Linked DNA regions of Zea mays: region 2 is linked to region 1. A link is a contact called in public Hi-C data. All regions are on one chromosome and are shown on one strand. Each heading gives the region's core, a stretch centred on a gene start, on an enhancer-like site or on the middle of the called end of the contact. The rest is flanking DNA. Distances are from core to core; before and after follow the strand shown. Region 1 has its middle 120 kb from the start of LOC100381980. Region 2 has its middle 130 kb from the start of LOC103646939.

The links. Hi-C and Micro-C count contacts between places; a contact is called where the count stands out from the background.
Region 2: a contact with region 1 is called in a Hi-C map of seedling, with 4 times the contacts expected there. The contact joins two enhancer-like sites. A contact is called at or near these places in 2 of 25 Hi-C or Micro-C datasets (ear and seedling).

What each region holds. Positions count from the first base shown.
Region 1 is chr2:127,737,486-127,740,185 of Zm-B73-REFERENCE-NAM-5.0, forward strand. No RefSeq gene overlaps it. Among protein-coding and RNA genes, the nearest start is that of LOC100381980, 120 kb to the left of the region's middle. Within about 2 kb of position 1,321, at least 18 of the 20 cell types and tissues checked have an H3K27ac peak or open chromatin away from gene starts, as enhancers often do. A contact at or near this core is called in ear and seedling, where this site is marked.
Region 2 is chr2:128,025,769-128,028,468 of Zm-B73-REFERENCE-NAM-5.0, forward strand. No RefSeq gene overlaps it. Among protein-coding and RNA genes, the nearest start is that of LOC103646939, 130 kb to the right of the region's middle. Within about 2 kb of position 1,288, at least 16 of the 20 cell types and tissues checked have an H3K27ac peak or open chromatin away from gene starts, as enhancers often do. A contact at or near this core is called in ear and seedling, where this site is marked.

The sequences.
Region 1 (2,700 bases), core at 71-2,570:
CGTCGTCGTCCTTCCAAAAGCACTATATGGGCTACACCGTAGTGCGCAGTCAGGACTAAAGACCGACAGCTAGTGCGACAGGTAGGGGGTGCGATGACGATTCATGACAGCTCCATGGCCATCACGTTCAGCGCTGCGATCATCTTCCACGCCGGAGAGTTTTTCCACTTCGGAACCCTCTCGTTCATCATCGATCAGAAGGTAATCCTGCACCACGTTCTGGATGCGGGAAGGGAAGCCCCAGGAGCCCGCACCATCAGCCTAGCCAGGAAGGGGTCCTCGCCAATGTCGGAGACTGACCCGACTGTGACTGTGGTCAGAACCCAACCAACCAGTGCGCGAACCACGATGATGAGTGGCGAGCCCAAAAGGCCCCGACTCATCGGCACACCGCGACGATCAGCCGTTGCGCCACCCAGGGCTAGAACTGCTCTCGTGCCCGCGCCTCGGCCGACTAAGACAGCCACCCAAGGGTGGCAGACTCTACTGTCCACTTCACCCACCCGAGAGTGGATCCGGATCGCTCCGAAGAAGGGGACGGAGGCCCAGATGCTCCCCTTATCATTGGGGAACATTTGATGACCACTCCAGCTGCTCTGCCCGCAAGGGCAGCAGTTGGATCCCAGGGGACAGCACCGCGGCCCTACTTCCTCGGTGTCCTCTTCATCCTCTAGAGGATAGAAGATGCCCCCGTCTCCGACGACAAACTGACCATGCAAGGGCAGGAACCCCCACAGCACGAGGCACACCTTCGTCGGAATCGACGTTATAACGCTTGGTGTCATCACGTGGCCAGAGAACGGGACCACACTCATCCTGTGTCCAAGGATGAGGCGTCTGAAGTGTAACACCTCAAATCTGTCAACTAAAAGCAATTCAATATTAGTTGCTAAATCTAGTAGACAGGAAATGATTTTAGAATAAAAGAAAGCAATGACATAAAGATATATATATATATAATTAACCTTTTTGATTAAATTAAAATGTAAATCAAGTGACTGTTGCATTCATTTTTGGAGCACAATTTTTGTTTGCTAATAATTTATTGATGATTTTATTTATAGTACTATTTTATTATGAAATTCAATTAATTCATATAATGGACTTTGGTAAAAAATAAATATTTAGTATTTTTAATTATAAATAATATTGCTGAATTTATTATAATTTTTGAAATATTTAAATATAATTATTTAGATGTTTCTTTAAAAAAGGAAAAACAAAACCCTAGTCGATGGCCAATTCAGCCTACTAAGGCCCAACCGACCTCTCTTCTCCTCACTTCCCCCTCTCTCCCTTACAGGTGGTCCTACCCTGGCCCCCTTCCCTCACTGACGCGCAGGCCCCAGGCCCCACGACCTCTTCCTCTTCCAGCGCCTGCACGCGTGTGGCCACGCCGCCTTGCTTCCCCGGCCACTCGACGCCTTGCCCCCTTCACCTCTCCGCCTCCACGCGCCGAAAACAGCCACCGTTTCTCTGTCCCCACCACCACGGGCTAGCGCCATTAATAGCCGCCACCGGCCTTCTCGCTCCACAGTGCCCTCTCTTCTCCCTCTATAAAAATCTTCCTCAACATCCATGGTTCCAGATCCCAGTCGGCTTGCCTCTCCCCGCGCCCCCTTCTCCTTGCTCGCGAGCTGCCGCCCGTCGTCCTCTGGTCGTCGCCAGATAGCTGCCCCGAGCCTCCCCATCGCTGGCGAGGAACGCCCGGAGCCCGACACCGTGCCCCCGACGACCAGACTCAGAGCACGCCCCGCCGACCTCCCCTAATCGTTGCTGAGCTTCTGGCCTGCTCGTCGTCTTCCCTACACAAGGACCAGTTAGGAGGTAGAAGATGACCGTGATTCATTCTAGCCCGTGATTCTGTGTAAAATTTGTTTAGATATTTTTCCAGTTCAAAACAAAGTGAAAAGAAGCCATGTGATTTTATGTGCTATCCCCTGTAGTCTATAGTTAATCGCGATCTAATTTATGTAGCCATACATACTTTTAGTTTGTATATTTTTGAGTCTTAAATCATGTGTATATTGGACGATTAATTTAATGTGTATGCGATAAGCTATTTTTATTATAGTGACCTTGCTGTCTTTCGCATTTGTATATTGTAATTTGATTATGTCATTAATAATTAATTTAAATATAGTTTGTTAGAGTAAAGGATTAAGGTATAGGTAGACCACATCTTCATAACAAAAGAATGCAAGATAACAATTTATATGTTACCTTTGCTTATAACGTAATTTTGATTTTTAGTCAAAATACACGTTTTTATATACCTATTGCTTATTCACTAAGAAATAATAGAATTTCTATTAGTGTTGAAATGATATAGCCATGATCGTGTCTACTATAGTCTAAATAGTAGTTTAATGAACTATACTGTTGGGGACTTCGACTTCCGAAGGTTCTCAAAACATGATTAACAATGTTTCCCAAGTGTAATATATGTACAGGAACCTTTGGACTCGGAATGAAGCTGTACACAATATGAAAAGCATGGTCGGGACGAAGGTTGAACCAGCTCCGAAGCTACGCACAAGAAAGCTTCGGCTCAGTAGCAGAAAAAGGAACCGACTTAAAGAGGAAAAGGCTATCTAGTCCTCGATAGATTATCCTTAAGTCAATAGTAAACATAAAGGGCATGAATGTAATTTTAGACAGGCTGCGCCCTGTGCCTATAAATAGATGAATAGTACCCCC
Region 2 (2,700 bases), core at 38-2,537, 290 kb after region 1:
TCCATGATCTTGGAACTTCATTTCCATCCATGTCCTTCAATCTGTAAGACCCTGGTCTACCTGAAGATATGACCAGGAAGGGACCCTCCCATTTTACTTGTAACTTTCCACTGTTTCTGGGTTGGCTACCCTTCAGAGCACAAGATGACCTGGCTCGATGTTTTTTAACTTGACCTTTTTATCGTGTCGTTTAACTGTTTTTGCTTGGTATTCATTGATGTGATCGATTGCTTGCAGTCTGATCCCTTCTATGGTATCTTTTGAAATTTTCTAGCTATCTTTATCATCGGTTGAAGCCATAGTTCACGCTGAACCTGTTTTTGCTTCTTCTGGGGTTACAGCTTCATCTCCATATAATAGTTTGAAAGAAGTGAATCCTGTGGACCTCAAGACTGAAGTATTATGATTTCATACTACTTTAACAAACTCATATGGCCATCTTCCCTTTGACAAATTGAAGATTGATCTCATTACCCCCACCAAAATGATGCTATTTTCCCTTTAAACTAAACCATTGGACTATGGATGTCTTACTGATGCAAAATGTATGTTGGTGCCCACTTGGTAATAGAAATTTTTAAAGGCTTCAGAATCAAATTGAATTCCATTGTTGACTGTTAAAATCTTTGGTACTTCGAAGCGGCAGGTGATGTTTTGCCAGAAAAATTTCTGAATTGTTGCCAAAGTTATTATGGCCAAGGGTTTAGCTTTGATCCACTTGGAGAAGTATTAGACTACTACAACAGCATGCCTTAAATTCCCTTGTGATGGTGGCAATGGGCCAAGTAAATCCATGCCTCATCTTTGTAACGACCATGTTGGCTGAATTAATTGAGTTAAAGACGAAGATTGTTTCGGTTACCTTGCGCACCGTTGGTAATTGTCACGTTTCTGGAATAATTCTACTGCGTCTGAAGCTGCCTTTGGCCAGTAGAATCCCTATCGAAAATCTTTTCCCAAGAGTGTATCGGATCCAATATGAGAACCACATATGTCAGAATGAACTTCCTTCATTAATTCTTGAGCATCGGTTCTTGATAGGCATTTTAGAAGAGGCGAGCAAACTACTTGTTTAAAAGTTCCCATTCTATTATCTTATATGGTCTTGTCCTATCCTGCATTCTCTTGTTATAGACTTCGTTATTTTCCTATGATTTTTTGTGGATTTTACCAGCTGCAGCAAAAATAACAATAGAAAACAGTGAACAATACTTGGGCCAATAGTGGCCTGCTCTGGCCCAACGACGAAGGAATTCCTGCACCCGCGCGTGAAGTCTGTGTCTGTTGCCCCATTTTTACACCTAACACCCTAGGGTTTTCCGAAAACTAGAACCAACCGACGCCCAGAGTCATAGGACTTCACAAAACACCCTTGTCTTCCATTCATTTCATCTAACACCCTAGGGTTTCCCGAAAACTAGAACCAACCGACGTACTATTCCCGAGAGTCATAGGACTTCACAAAACACCCTTATCTTCCATTCAATTCACAAATCCACATCCCCGAATCCCACCATCCCCCTCCGACGAGCCAAAGACTTGGGACAGTGGAATACAACTAGGACGCTAGTCGAGCCTATGCTAAAATATGTTCCCCACGATGGTGGCCCACTTGGACCCAAGGAACAAGCGATTTCAAGACCACCATGCCATGACCACGGTTCCAGTAACAACTGGGTCCGTTGAGAGGTATCCCGGTGAGGCCGGCACAGTAGAGCTCAAGGGGAGGGCATGGGAAGGACCAGCAAGTCACACAAACATGACCAGGGAGAGCGCAAACAGAACGGTCGACACGATGGAGTGGCTCACGGCAAAGATCAATGGCGTCGCGGCGGTGTTCCGGTCAACTCGCTACTAGAAAAACAAAACAAGCAGATCCATAAGCTTCACTGCCCTATGCAAGTACTAGAACACTAAGTTTAAAGCATAGAAGTAAACCATGCTTGGCTGACCACGGTGGAGGCGAGATGTCGATGGCGTGGTCACCGGTCAGGGCAAGGACAGCGCGCAATACACCTGGCTAGCACCCGGAGCTGGATGAGGAAGATTGGTTTGATTAGCTGGAACGATTCCAGGTGCAATCCGACGCAAACGAACAAGGCCTTAGGCATCGGAATATGGAACGCACTAGCACACGGCGAGTTCGACTAAATTCGGGGGGGAGAGAGGTAGGGCTTTACTGAACTATGTTCCTACGCCCACAGAGCAACGAGGTAGACACTGCCTGGTTTAAATGGGATCACGGCGAGGAGGACACCGGTCAACAGCTACAACAGTGTGGACATGCAGTTGCACTGCATGAGCACCACGCAAGACCCAAGCTCTAGCGAGTCACTGAATAGAAAATCAATGAGACATTGACAAAACAAGCAAATAATACAGCCCCCTGACAGTGGATAAGTTTTAGTCCCTTCTAGAGGTAAATACGTGGAACTCAAAGTTTATGTATACTGACAGCACCTTCCTAGAGGTATTTTACTCCCATTTTATTGTAGCACTAGCTCAGGATTACTTAAAGAAATTTGTTACCCTATATATGGTCTTTAATTCCTTAAAAGAATTCTGGAGCCAAAAGTGTTTGGATCTCAAGTTATGATACTCCAAACTTGATCACAATTCTCTGAAACTCAGTTTCAACTTCTGATTCACATTCAGTCTCAAGCATAGGCCGACAGTGAATGTTTGGGGGCATTTAACTCA